2 separate regions of the Zea mays genome follow, and region 2 is linked to region 1. Evidence: chromatin contacts called from public Hi-C data. All regions are on one chromosome and are shown on one strand. The core of a region is the stretch at or near the end of the contact, and the rest is flanking DNA. Distances in the headings are between cores, read along the strand shown.

Evidence for each region. Hi-C and Micro-C count contacts between places; a contact is called where the count stands out from the background.
Region 2: a Hi-C map of leaf shows a contact between it and region 1, with 8 times the contacts expected there. The contact joins the promoter of LOC100857097 here to the promoter of LOC100281166 in region 1. A contact is called at or near these places in 5 of 25 Hi-C or Micro-C datasets (ear, endosperm, leaf and 1 more).

What each region holds. Positions count from the first base shown.
Region 1 is chr6:112,527,443-112,535,077 of Zm-B73-REFERENCE-NAM-5.0, forward strand. LOC100281166 reads right to left here and starts at 4,283. Exons shown (of 2, transcript NM_001154085.1): 1 at 4,065-4,283; 2 at 1,291-3,961. The coding sequence starts at 4,089. The coding sequence ends at 2,106.
Region 2 is chr6:112,849,793-112,857,427 of Zm-B73-REFERENCE-NAM-5.0, forward strand. LOC100857097 (acetylglucosaminyltransferase) reads right to left here and starts at 3,965. Exons shown (of 4, transcript NM_001254771.2): 1 at 3,049-3,965; 2 at 2,409-2,484; 3 at 2,209-2,324; 4 at 1-610. The coding sequence starts at 3,664. The coding sequence ends at 93.

The sequences.
Region 1 (7,635 bases), core at 3,033-5,532:
CACTTCTTGTGGTTATACTTTTTTTATAAATTAATATATAAGCAGTTCTCAAACATTAGATTCAGAACTCTTAATACCAGAAAAAAGGATGTTGTAACTTGAGGCTTGTTTAGAAAATCTAGCTTTAAAAAACTGGTTTATAAAAACTGAGGTGGTTCCAAACATACTAGTTTATACCACAGTTTATATAAATTGAATTCATAGTTTCTTAAAAACCAAGAAACTAGTCTCTCCAAGCTAAAAAATAAAAACTGATTTTTTAAAAATTAAAAACTAGATTGCTTTCAAACATGGCCTTAATCAACTCATTCAAAAACTGGGTTTATATAAACAAGATGTTGATGTGATATGCCGCAGGCCCGAGACGAGCATCTGCTCCACTAAACAGGGCAGGGAGCTCAAGTTCCTCAACTACTATGCTCAACAAGTGGCAGCCTTGCCGCCACGTCCTCCACCCCATTCTCCAGCTCTCGAGTTCAGATGAACCTGCCCAGACGACGTCAAAAGCCTCACGAAATGCAAAAGCGTGTAGCTTTATTCAAAGACACGACTGGGCTTGGCAATGGTTTCTTTTTCCCTCCCTACGTCACGCCGGTGACGCAGGCAGGTTTTCGCGGCATCAGAAATTCAGAGAAGGGCCGGCCAAGTGCATGAACGAACCAGTCGGTCCAGGGGAGCAGCACGGCGCAGGACGCAGCGACCAGCGAGAGAAAGGGTAGATAGAGGGGACGAACATGGTCGCCTCGTCAATACAGTAGTAGTAGGTGGCAGCTGCCGAGAGGGCAACTGGTGCACTGGACAGTGCAGCGACGCCGATTCAGGGACACATGAATGCATCGATGGACGCGAGGAAGAAGACAGCACTAAGACCAACTCCAGCAGCACTGGCTATCCCACTCCGTATCCCTTTTTTACACGTTCTAAGTCACTATTTCGCTCTCCAGCAGCCTCCACATCCGTCTCCGCAAAACACACGCCGTGTACCTGCACTCCCCTTTTCCACGGTTTCTCTCTCCTCTCCGCACAAGACTGCATGCGCTCGCGGCTGCTCGCGGGCCCCAGCTGTCATAGACTGCATGCGGAGTGCAAATACGGAGTCTGCTGGAAACGGGGACGGATACGGAGAGGAGGGAGTCTGCTGGAAACGGGGACGGATACGGAGAGGAGAGAGAAACTGTTGGCCGTGCTAAATAGGGATAGGGAGTCTGCTGGAGTTGGTCTTTGGGCAAAGCGTCATTTTTCGCGTGTTGCTGGATCATTACCATAACATATGGGCATAGCACAAGTAGAACCGAAACACAACCTTTATTTATCTTCAGAGGAAGGTTGCAAATATTACAGTGTTTAAACCACCTGCCTGTCAAAATCAGGTCTCTGCAGAAGAAAAACAACCACACAGGGCTGTGAAGGCAAAAGGCTCTGTAGAATGAACCTTGCAAAGGCCAGATCCCCAAGCACATAGGCAAACCATACCGACACTTCCGCCCATGGCCAACAACACACTGCACTCGGCAAGATTGCAGGCACCCAGACATCAAAGACATGGAGCTAAGTTTCTCTGAATGGAGACACCGACAGTTGGGACTTGATACAATTGCACTCAAAAGAATGTTGATGTCTGCAATTCTGGATGGAGAGTTGCAACCACCGACAACTGGACTTGCTACAATTGCAATCAAAAGAGTGTTGATGTCTGCAGCTCTATAACCAGGAATACCGGAAAAGAACACACACTTGACACAGATACTTGGGTTTCAAACACAACTTGAGAAACTGCATGGTGGAACGACTGATCACGAGGGCTTAGTTTGGGACAAAAGGGGGCAGAGTGCCATAGCAATGGCTGCCAAAGGCTCAAGAAACAGAGATCCTCACAGGAGGATTCCTGCAAAAAAATGAGCCTCCGGAAAAAAACACCCCCCTCGGAAAACAACTGGCCCTAGGACGACGACGAACAGAAGACCCACCATGACACAAACACGAGCCGGAAACCAGACTCAACTACAGAGCATAGACTTGAGTACTAAACTACTGCTTCGGTCGTGTATTTGCATCCGGAGAAGGTTGACCTAGCATCTCCAGCGACGAATAACCGCCGTGTTCCTCTAAGCAAGGATGTCGCACCGCCAGAGCTGCTTCTCCAGGGACGCGATGTTGTGGTTGCCAATGAAGTTGAACTGGAGATTCAGCCCCTCCAAGGACGAAGACATGCTGCCTAGGAAAGGGACGCTCTTCTGGGTGACCTTCATACAGCCGGACAGCGAGAGGACGCGCAGCCTGAGCTGCTTTGCCGCTGCCAAGACCGCGACGCCGTAGTCGCTGACCATGCAGTTCGAAAGGTCGAGCTCGGCGAGCTGGCTGCAGCTCTCAGAGATGGCGAACAGGCTTGCATCGGTAATCTTGCTGCATCCCTCGAGACTGAGGTGCGCAAGGGAAGCGCCGTGGGCCTTAACCAAGGCGGAAACAGCTGCATCCGTGAGATTCTCGCAACCGTTCAAATCGACGTTGACCAGCCCACTGTTTGAACTCTTTATCAGTGGAAGGAAGCCGCTGTCGGTGACTGCACTAAGGCCACTCAAATTGACGTTCTCCAGCTGAGGGCAGATCATGCCCACCACGGCAAGGCTGGCGTCGGTGAAGCCTGGGCAATCCTTGATGGCCAGGGAACGTAGTGATTTGCATACCGGAAGTTGTGCAGGTGCGGAGCAGATGTCCTTGATCCCGACGCACTTGGACAGGGAGAGAGACTTAAACTTTGGGCTGCAGTTGAGGAGGAACGCAAGAATGCCCGTAAGAGTAACCCTGCTGCATTCCTCGATCTGCAAGTTCTCCAGGACCTTAGATGATTCTGCAAATTCCTTGAGACATCCATCTGAGACCTTGCTGCACCTCTTGAGGTTAACAAGCCTCAAACTTGGGCTGAACTTGGCGACAGATGCAAGAGCAAGATCCGTGAGTCCCGGGCAGGAGACAACAGTCATTCGCCTGAGCTTCTGCAGGCCCAGGGCATTGGCCATCACCCAGAATCCCCTCTCACCGACAGCAGGGAGGCGAGAAAGGGTCAGGTCTTTGATTGACTTCCCGTAGTACCCGATCACAGCAAGGGAAGCATCAGTAATGTTCAAACCCTGAAGCCGGACCTTTGTCAACGAAGAGGCGGTCGCAGAGCAGACGAGGCCAGACACACCCTGGTCATCGACGAGTGCGCAATTCTTGATGCTAACCGCCTGTAGCTTGGCGCAGAAACGACCTACAGCCTTGAGACCCTCGTTGGCCACACCGGAGCATCCCTCGATGGTGAGCGACTTCAGTTCCGGGCAACCCTGAGCAACCGCGGCGAGGCCCTTGTCCGTGATCATAGGGCAGCCAGAGATGTCAAGCCGCTCCAGCGAGTGGCACTCGGCCGCGACCTCGGCGAGCCCGGCGTCCGTCACCTGCGGGACATCCCACAGGGTAAGGGAGCGGAGCTCTGGGCAGCCGCGGGCGAGGGCGGAGATGCCGGCGTCGGTGACGCCACGCGCGGGGTGGCTCCCGCGGACGGAGACGGCAGCCAGACGGCCGGCGACGGCCGCCGCCGTGAGGCGCGCGTCCGTGGCCTCCATGCCCTCGAGGGTCCTCTCGCGGGCGTCGCCGTCCAGGTCCATCAGATCGGCCTCGTCGTCCTCGCTGAGGTACTCCTGGTTGAGGTCCGGCACGGCGGGGGCGGCCGGGGCCAGCACGGCCTCAGAGGCGCGGATGCCGGCGAGGAGCGCGAGCCAGCGGCGGGAGACGCAGGCCGACGCGCAGCGCGCGCGGGTGCCCTGCACGCGGCGCAGGACCTCGAAGAGGCACTCGTCCGGCAGCGCGTCCAGGGGCATCTCATCCCCGCGCTTCTGCCTCTTGGGCGCCGCCGTCACGGGCTCCGCGGCCGCCGTCGCGAACACGCGCTTCCGCGACCGGACGCCGGAGAGAACCGCATCGCCTAATCGAAGAAACGAGGGGTAAGAACACACGAAAAGGGAATCCAATCCCCAAAGCGGCAACTGCAAATCATCAACCCCTTAGCCAAAAGCAAAGGCCTTTACCTCTGTATCCCTGGAACGGAGACATGTCGAGCCGCAAAAGACCAAGAACGCCGTCGATGAAGCCGAAGCTTGCTCCCAGAACGCCGGAAAAATCGAAACGAAGAAGGGCGGATTTAGAAGACGGACGCCGAACCCTATCGCTTACCGCGACAGGGAAAAAATGGCGGATGAGCCGGAACGGACGGGTTAGGGGCAGAGGAGAGGAGGTGGTGGTGGGGTGGGGAAGGAGTGCCCGGTGGCGCCGGCGTTTTATGTGGTGGCGAACCCGGGAGGCAAGTTGCCCAAGTTGGCGCAATTCGTACCCCTTCCCTTCTGGATCTGCTGGGTTCATTGAATCTTACCTCTCCGTCTCACTGTCTGAGGTAGAGGAGATGCACTGTACTGATGCAAATCAGGCTACTGCTTCACGTAATACAGCAAATGAAAAGACCTAACTGCAGTTTGGGTCTAAGCTTTTCATACATTCTCTTTTAGGTGTATGAACCCTTAAAGTGCTTCAAATTCATTTGAAATGAACTTGTTGACGCTTTTTTGGAGCGCCAATCACTCAAGAAGAACCGGCGGCGGTGCCCTCTGCACAGGGGCGGACGGTCCGCGCGCAGGGGCCGGACGGTCCGCGGCCTGGTGCGAGACGGCGACGCTCTCTGGTCGGACGCGGACGGTCCGCGGCACAGGGCCGGACGGTCCGCGACCTGGTGCAGGAGCTCGGGTTCCCTGCCTGACGGCCGGACGGTCCGCGCCCTAGGGCCGGACGGTCCGCGCGTGCGCAGGGGCGACGGTAGATCGCCGACGGCGCCTGGATCTCGCTCCCGGGAGGGACCCCGTCGGGGAGGAGAGATCCTAGGAGTTGTCTAGGCTCGGGCAGGCCGACCTAGACTCCTCTAATCGACGTAGAGTCGAGGAGAGGCGGAGAATTTGGGGATTGGAATACTAAACTAGGGCTAAACTAGAACTAGACTAGAACTACTCCTAATGCATAAGGTAAAAATGAGTAATAGACTTGATTTGTTCGATTGTTGGGGGTTCAATCGGCCGTAGCCCTTCATCTATATAAAGGGGGAGGTCTGGATCCGTTTCCAACTGTTTCCCGAGTTAATCCTGCGGTTTTAGGTAACAAATCCCGCGAGAAACTAGGAACCCTAACTGACTCTGCGCGCGCGCGGACCGTCCGCGCCACCACCGCGGACTGTCCGGACCGCGGACCGTCCGGCCTCAGCGCCGGACTGTCCGCGCTGCTCAATTTGACTTCCAACATATGCCCCCCTGCCTTTTGGTGAAGGTTGATGAACCAAAAGCATATGAACTAAGCCTGATGTAAGTCACCGGCTTTTCAATATGGAGCTCATTCAATAAAGCACCAATGTATAAAGGCCGTTTCAGATTGTATCTTTCTCGGCCATGACCGTTTGATCAATGGATCAATAGGAATAGAATGGAGGTGCCCCCCAGCCTGGATAGACAAAGGGACTATACATATACCATGGATTCATCATCGTACCATTCCTTGTTTGAACAGGATAATATACCGACGATGAGTAAACGGGTGGAAAGTACCCTGGTCTCATAGGATGAACAGACGATGCTTGTCGCGTCGCCTTTTGGGCCATTTTGTTCGGCCGTTTCGTTTTAGTAGGTGACCGGGGTTTCTTTGTTGACCGATCACGTGGAATGGTCTTTTTGCTAGCATTTTTGGAGAGCAACTGATCAACAGTAGAGTCAGCTTTGATCAGTCGACCATTTGTGCTTCGCCGTTGTGTCTCCTTCCCTTTTAAGGTTTTGTGTGGAGGCTGACGCCTTTGGGCATAGGAGGACTGTCCGGCAGAGTTAGCCGAACCGTCTATCTGAACACCGGACCGTCCGCTCGTAGGTGCCAGATCGTCCGTGATGCTCAGGACAGGCTGTCGTGCTTGACTCATTAATTGTGCCTGCCCCCCGGTGCCTCCGGACTTTTTAGCCTTATTGTCCAAAGCCTTTCGAACAATCTCCTTTTGTGATATATTCGACGTGCGAGGACTACCAATGATTATGTCTTTGCTTTTGCCTTTATCGGCCATTTCGGGCCGAACTAAGATCTTTTTGCATGCGATATCTATTGTATTAACAGGAAATGGTTGTGTGTCCACTTGCATTTCCTGAAAAGCCAATCGGCCCTCATTTATGGCCGATTGTACCTGTCGACGAAAAACATTACAGTCATTGGTGGCATGAGAAAAAGAATTATGCCACTTACAATAAGCACGTCTCTTTAATTCATCTATAGGAGGGATAGTATGAGTTAATTTAATGTTGCCATTTTTAAGTAACTCGTCAAATATTTTATCGCATTTGGCAACATTAAACGTAAACTTAACTTCTTCTTGTCGATTCTTTCGAATCGACTGTGAAGCAGAACATGGTGAAGGTTTAGCCTGCCCTGGCCGTGGATTCATCGTCCGAGTTATCGTATCCCACTAGATGCATCTTATGGCTAGCCGATTTTGATGTTTCCTTACTTCGGCTTTCACATGTCATAGCCCGCTGGTGCAAGTGCACTAGCGAAAAGAATTGAGTGCCATCTATTTTTTCTTTTAAGTAGGGTCGCAACCCATTGAAAGCTAGCCCTGTTAGTTGTTTTTCCGCGACATGAATCTGAAAGCATCGGTTTCTAGTGTCCCGGAATCTCCGGATATAGTCATTAACCGATTCTTCAGGCCCCTGTCGGACTGAAGCTAAGTCAGCCAATTCTAACTCATGTTCTCCTGAGAAGAAGTGCTCATGAAATTTCTGCTCTAATTCTTCCCAAGAGTTAATAGAATTTGGTGGCAAAGCAGCGTACCATGCAAATGCAGTATCAGTAAGGGACAACGAGAATAAACGAACGCGGTAGGCTTCCCCATCAGCCAATTCTCCCAAGTGTGCTATGAATTGGCTTATATGTTCGTGTGTGCTTTTCCCACTTTCACCAGAAAACTTAGAGAAGTCTGGTATTCTAGTTCCCTGTGGGTATGGCACGGTGTCGAATCGGTGGCTATAAGGCTTCCGATACGATTGCCCTGTACCTGACACACTAACACCGAGTTTGTCCCTGAACATCCCGGCTACCTCGTCTCTGACCCTCTCTGCCATGTCTGGCGACCATCCATTGAGTTTGTGGGTGGAGATTTCAGGTTGCCTGACATTACTCTGTCGGCTTTCCTCCCAGGTATGTTTGAGGTGTGTGTTAGGTGTCCTATTAATGTCACCAGCTCCTGCCCTATACCCCTCAAGCTCTCTTGTGGCCGAATAGTATTCAGCCCTATGTCCATGAGGTGGTATGGCATGATTATAATGTGTTGCTGGTGGGGCACCATAATGTTGCTGCGATGAATGTGGGAACTGTGCGTATTGCGCAGCTCTCGGCTCTGTGTATGCATATCCGGACGGTCCGGCGTAAGAGGCCGAATGGTCCGCGACCTGGCCAAATGGTCTGAAGGTATATCCAGATTGTCCAGCCGTATATGGTGCTACGTGGGTAGTCTCGTACCCAGACCGTCTGTCGTAAAGAACTGGACGGTCCGCGATCGGGCCGAATGGTCCAGGGCTGTACCCGGAT
Region 2 (7,635 bases), core at 2,715-5,214, 320 kb after region 1:
AGGCATATTCCCAGAAAATGGCTTCAATGCCCTCAAGATTTGACCGTGTAATCTACCGCCCCCAGCCAGAATCATCTTACTGGGGGGCAGTCTCACAGGCAGTGCTTGTCATCAAAGCCTTCTTGTGTGAGCAAGCCCGTGACGAGTTTCTTCAATCTGTCCACACCAGGCCCTGGGCGGAGATCCTGCACGCGCTCAACGGCGAAGGGTCTCCCTTCCTCAGTCGTCGCATTCAGTAGATACGTCCATCCACCGGGCACAAACCCATCAGGCCGGCGGCCCAGTAGCTCCTGGTCGATCTTGTCCAGCACGGGGTCTTCTCTCCCGAACTTCCTTGCAAAGGGCGCGTTGCTGTTAACCATGCCGTCGAAGTCAGCGAGCGTGAGGTAGTGAGGGTGCTGCTTCGGTGGGTTGTCCCAGGAAATGAAATGCAGGTCATGGTTGACTGTGGTGTTGCGGAACTCCGGCACGTTGCAGATGACCGTGTGGAAGTAGCCCTCTGGCGAGGAAAGGAAATTGGCGTAGTACATCAGGACTGTCCTTGGGAGATTGTCCCATCCCCATATGCAGTATTCGATAAACTGGTGGGTGAGCACCATCCATGCCGAGCCTGGAAATTGTGCAACGGCAAGCATTCATATTCCACGGATGCAAAGTGAGGAAACATATATGCCGTGAACGAGATTGGGCAGGAAATGTCAATTGATATACTAAGGACCAGCAAATATCACTTAAAGCATAGCATCAAAGACTATAACATAATACTTTCATGAATAGAAAGTAGCACACAGATTAACATTAATGGCTTCTGCGACCAAGCATAAATTAATGCCAACACTGAAATATTTAATGTTAAGTCGTTTATTTTGTATTCAATAAATTGGGAAATCTGAGGGTATGGAAATAATAACTTTAGATGAAGAAAACAAGAAAAACTAGGATGTCACTTTCACCATTCACAAGCTGGTGCTTGCCACGGTGGTAAATAGAAGTGCTACCTCAAAGCTTCCAATCTGATGTGCCTTCCGCATGATGCCTACCCTTACTAAAGTTATGTTGATAAACAGCAATAACCTAAACTATTGCTGTATCTTTTGTTCTCCCATAGCTTTTTATGGATCCATACTTAGTTTCCCATTAGAAGATTGTGATTTTCAGCGACCCAGAAATCATGATATTTAGCATCTCTTGGAGCATTGAAGTCCCATACATGTCTTGATAAAAAAATAATATTAAAAGGAAAATACAAAAAAAAATTGAATATTTTTAGACAGCTTCTATCTGCAAATATGTACATCGAAGTTAAATCCATTTTCTTTATTCAGATTCAGAAAACTTTTCAAGGTACCATACCAAGAAAAACAATAAGATTAATTGGCTTCACCGTTAATAATAGCAAGTGCTCTCAGTTTCTTTAAGCAAAATTGGTGTTTCAACAAATTTGAGACCAAACCACTATGTCCGTGAACAGCTAAAATGAAGCTATCTAGTACTATCTCAACTGCTAATCTGCTAGTCAGCTGCAAATTTTCTTCCTGCTTCGAGATATGGTAATGGAAGTTCTTTATGGTTTGCTATATGATTTGATTCTAGCAAATCATCTGATGCTAAGTTGCTAACATGCCATTCTGGTAGTGGCGTAGTGCAGAGATAGTCCATACAAAAGCATATTGATTGCCCATAAATTACTAGGTAATAGGCACAAGCTAGCAATTCAAGACCATAATATTAAAATCAAGAGTATAGCTGGACCATCACAACAGTCTACAACTTCTCAACCTGGCATTAAATCCCATCAGGCAGATTGGTCAAATACTGGTTGCACTATCTCCTGACAGAAGTGTCATCATGGTTCATGCTCAACCAAACTAGTCTTAACACAGAGGTCAGCAAAGAAAAATGAAGTGTTTGTTTTCTTGTACCAAGCATTAACAACAGTGGCAAAAAAGAGCCATTAGTTGCACATGATTCCAGGAAAAACAGACATGTGAATAAAAACCAACACTGCAAACAATTAGTATGTGAAATACAATGAAAAATGGTACTCCCTCTGTCCTTTTTTTATTTGTCGCGTTTTAGTTCAAAAATGAACTAGTGGGCGACACATATTCGAGAACAGAGGTAGTATATAGAAAATAAGAAACACTAATACTAGAGGGAGATAGAGAGCTATTTCAGAATTCTCAGGGAAGATGATGCTGTATTTACCAGTGAAGAGCTTGAACGCAGTTGGGACACTCCGTTTCTCTGTTATCCAGAAAACGTCAGACTTCTGCAGGCTGTATAGCCCAGGGTCGATGATCACCGGTTTCGCCCTCTGGTACCTACAGAGAGACATATTCAGCAACTGCAGAACTCGTGGGAGCATATAACAGAACTTTGAGAATTGAGACAAACTGCAAACTTACTCCTTCCATCCGATGTCACTGGTATGCTCAATGAAGTTAAGCTGCCTGGGCAACTCGGAGAGCACATGCAACAGGTCTGCCGATAGATAGACAAACCAGACAAACAAAGAGACAAGTTGATCACAACAGAAAAGCTTGCACCATGAACAAGTAGAAGAATCCATAAAACGGTAGTAAATCGAAAGGGAAGAACCAAAATAAGATTGCAACCAAGAGAGGGAGAGAGGCGACTCAGTGCGGGGCTCTTTTAAAAGAAAGAAATACACGCCCCAAGATTGACTTTCCCCTCCCTGATACCACCTAGAACTAGAAGCGGCAAAGATAATCAAATCTTACCAAATTCCCAGACCAATTGTGGAAGAACATGTCATAAATTAATCTCACCCCATTCCCAAGTGGCAACTCCAAGCCCACGTATAAGATCGCATGTTTGGCGAACACTCGCAACCAAACACTGTACGCCAAATTTCAAATCCCCATCGTCCAGTGACCCAAACTTGGAATTGATTTTGCCCGGAACGCAAAGATCGCGCCTTTAGAAGCACCGAAAAAATAGGATGAAAGGTCGCGTCTTCCCGCGACGGATAGATCCAATCGCGGAACTGGGGGGCCGAAGGAGGCAGATCGCATCTGCGCTTACCGTCCTGGGTGACGAGTGGATAGTCGGAGGCGGAGAGGTTGATGAACCAGTCCCAATCACCGCCCTCGCGCAGCAGGATGGCAGCCGCGTGCAGCGTATTGGCCACCATGGTCGGGCCACGGTAGGTGACCAGGTTCGCCCGTGTGACGACCTTGACGTTGCGGAACCTGGCGTAGACGGGGTCGGCGCGGACGGCAGCGGCGAGCTCGGCGCGCTCGGCGGCGGGAGCCTCGAGGTCGAGGTGCACGACGTACGTGTTTGCCGGGTGGTAGAGCGCCCTGAGCGTCCGGCGCAGCGCGGCTCCGTCCCCCGCGGAGCCGGAGACGAGGTAGGCGATCCTGGGCACGGCGCCGCGCGCGGGGCGCTCCTCGGCCCGCATCTGCTGGCGGAGCTTGGCCTCGACGAAGAGGGGCTCGGCGGAGGCCGCGGAGGGGAGCGGCGAGAAGGAGAGGAGCAGCGCGCGGGAGGAGGAGAAGAAGAGCGACGCGGAGATGAGGATCGACGAGAGCAGGACCGAGGCCAGCAGCGGCGCCGCCCACCGCCGGTGAGCGTGGATGTGTGCCGCCGCCCCGGCCGCGCCGGAGGAGCCCGGCGACGGCGGCTTCGCCTCTAGCATCCCCCTGTGCTCCACCCCCCGCCCCCCTTCCTCCTCCTCCTCCGGCGGGGCAGCGGTGGACACCGGATCGCGCCGCGCGGGCAGCTTAATTAGAGGGCCGGCGACGGTTGGTGCTCGCACGCGATGTGGCGTGGCGAGGTTACCGCGGGCGCCGCGGAGGTGGAGGGGGAAGGGGAGGACGGGGGCACGGGCAAGAGAGCGCGTCGCGGTGGACGGTCTCGTGAGTGAGTGCTGCTGGGTGGGCGGGTGGGTTAACCTTTGCGTTGGTGCGCCGCTGCCTGCCGGTCGCGTCGGGTTGGCGTTGGCCCTCCAGTCAGGCATGGCCTCGTGGCATCTTCTCGTGCCGCTGCCACGGATGGAGATTGATGACGGACCCAAAAGCCTCGTCCTGCCGTGTGAGATGGAGAAGATCGGTAGAGTGAGGTGTTGGGTTTGGATTTTCTTTTTTGTGCTTATCTTGCGGAATGACTTATTCTTAATCCTGAATCCATTTATGAGAGATTCTGATATTTGCCATCAGCATGAAACATGTTTGTAAAATTGCCATCAGACCCACATTTCATAGACCCAGCTGGACCCATAATTCATAGACACAGTGGTAATTATAACAAGAAGACAACATTGTGAGCGGCAAAAATCCAATTATTTCATTTATAAACTGCGTTGCGTTGTGTCGTCTACATTTTCAATCCTGTTCCTTCCTAAGGCCTACTTTGGAATGGAGGATTAGTAAAACATAGGGATGAAAAAAATGTAGGAATAGAGTTGCATGTCACCTTCAATTCCACAGGAAAATTTTCAAGAGGTTGGACCTCATGTTAAAAAACCTCCAAAATCTCACTACAATGCTCAATTCCATAGGAATTTTATAGGATTTGTTGCAACTCAATCCTTTGTTCCAAAGGACCACATAGGAAAACTTTCTATAGGGTTTTAATCCTTTAAAATTCCTTCACTTTTCCCTTGTTCCAAAGGAGGCCTAATAGTAGGTCTAGGAGTACGTAGTAGTAGTTGATTAGGTCCAGCTCCCGCCAAAACTGATTGTAAGGACGGCGACATTTAATTTGTGCTAAATACTGTTAGATATGTTTATTTTGTACAGATCTTAAAGGACATTAAATCCAAACTGAAATTTATCCAGATTCATATTTAACTCTAAGAAAGGAAACCAAAAGCTTGTACTTGGCGGCATAATGGATCTTTAACTTGTTTTGTCTTCTTATAAAGGCTTAACCCATATTCTTAATTTGGCTTGTCCTGCATTTATATGTAGTGATTTCTTACCAACTTATACCTAAAACATTGTTTTTCATTGTTCTACGATGTATATTGTATTGTTCGTAGAGCGGAGTTTGCATATGGGTATAGGGATGAGTAAGCTGCTGGAGACAGTCTTAGATTGATGAAGTTGTTTTGTCTGTATACAATAAAAAGTTGTTGGATTAGAATAATCCTAGGCCAACCAAATAACATACTTTGGCCATGAATCGTAATTTGGTCAAGCTATAAATTATATTATTGCAACAAAAAAAACTGTCGTTGTAAGTTGTAAGCCCGTGCACAGAACGTGTAAATGGACATACAAAACGTTGTTTTGCATAGTAGGTCGTAATATTTACACTGTGAAGTTTGAAATAGTAAATAAGATAATGACCCTTGTGCAGCACTACAAGTATTAAAATGAACGTACAGTCATCCATATATGTGTTTTAGCCCTTTTATTATTAAGATCCTGTTGAACCTAAAGCTGCTGAAGAACAAGCATAGCTAATTAAATCAAAACAATTTAGTATTTCTTCTTCTCTTATCCACTTCAAAAAAAAATGTTTCTGCCTGTTGAAGGCATGTTTGGATGTGAGGACTGAAAATTAGCCCACCTTATAAAAATGAATTAAATATAGACTAATTATAGCCTAATAAGGGTAATGAACTCTAACCATCAATTAATCATCATTACCTTTTGTTCGCCTAAAATCAGTCTATATTTAGACTTTTTAATTGGCATTCGTAGAGGCTAATTGTTGGCCCCTGAATTTAATAGGCCCTAAGTGTATAGCATAGGTTTTATCCTCTTTGTCGATTGACAATTGCTGAATGGATGCCTCTGCTTTCGACATAGTATATGCAGAAGCAAGAAATATGTGTACTCATATGCCGAGTGGACGCCATGAGTACAACAAGTCTTCGATGGCATCATGGAGCTGAAAAGAAAGTCGTCTACGCCCCGTTTGGATTATTGGAATTGAATTCCATTCTAATAATAATAATTTAGGCATATATCAATTAAGCTAATTCACTTTTATACAAAATATATTTGTATACTATTATTAACAAGATATCGTAGATATTTATGTGCTACATTTTTACTATAGAGGAGTAGAACGAAGAATGTCATGTAAGTTACATATTAGAAACAAATTCTAATCATGCATAAAATCATTTCCTATTCTCCACTCTATGAATTTGAGATAGGCTTATATCTGAACTTTAGAAAGTGGTGAAATGCTAAATTCCAAACTAAATAAGTTACTTTATTCAGTGAATTCCAATTCCTTTAAAACGAAAGGATCCAAACGCCCCGCTAGAGAAAATCTTCCTCTCCTATTACGATTCTAGAGAAAGTCGTCTAGAGAAAATCGTAGAGGAAAATACACCGTGTTGGATGTCGCCACCTGGCACCTGCACAGTACAACTTCGATTTCTCTTGAACTTACCTTTTAGAACTATAGAACTCGTCTTAGAGGACAATGACAGATAAGACATAACCATCTATACATTTCAGGATTATAGATATGTATATCAAGCGAGCTGTTTTTTTTGTTAGATAAATGGGAGTGAATAAGATGAAAATACTCGACCAATGGTATTTATATTTTTAAGAAAAAATAAAACTAATTATACACTAATAAATATGCATTAATACTAATTTTGTTATGATAAATAACTCATCCCGAGTAAAATATATTAAGTTGCACAAGTAAGAATATAAGCATGCTTTATTTGTGGAGCCAATTGTATATTTGGGACTTTAAACATAGTGTTTCGCAATATTGCCATCCAAAAGATTTAATTCGCAAAAAAGAGACTACAAATATGTTCTAATTGATTATACTACCATTTACTATATAATCTTCCTTTTATTACTTCTTTCCCTGTATTTTGTACCTAAGGAGACCAAATTATCTTGTGTGTGCGTTCTGTCTCCACGCCGCCATGGACGACCGCCCACCGCCTTGGCCACGGCCACCCTGTACCCCATCCAGGCCCTCAGGCTCACCCCTGCTGCACTGTCCGTCGGGCTCCCATCGAGCTCGGCCCTGCGCGCGCTGGCCAAGGCCGCGTCGACCGCCACGTTGGGCGAGATCGCACTAGGCGAGATCGCGCTGGGCGATGTAATGTTGGACAGGGGCGCCTCGTCGGCATCATAAGCCTAGCCCAGGGACACGTCGACCATGGAAGTTGTATCATCGTCCTGATGTTTCATGAGTATTACGTGAACATTAAGAGTTGTTTGCATCCTGCAAGTTACAAATATCAGCTTCCTGGTTTCTGCGCAGACAAGCTGCAACTTGCAAATACTAGCTTCCTGGTGTTGCAATTGGCTTCCTGTTGGCCAGCTGTTGATCCTATTGAGCGCGAGAGCGAAGACGAGTAGTAAGTTCAGTTAGTGCCTATAATTATATACGGGTAAAAATGGCTAATCAGGGACAAGATACATGAAATTAGATTAGAAAAGCAAGACAATACTTTAAATGGTAGTATAATCAAGTAGAAGATATTTGTAGTCGCTTTTTTGTGACGTAAATCTTTCGGATGGCAATATTGTGAAGCGCTATATTTAGAGTCCCAAATATATAATTATCTCTTTATTTGTGCATGTTTATATAATTATGGTGTTTTTTACACTTGTGGGGGGCCTATCCCACCGTCTCTATTTCGAACTCCACTTTGTTTACGATACCAAAACAATA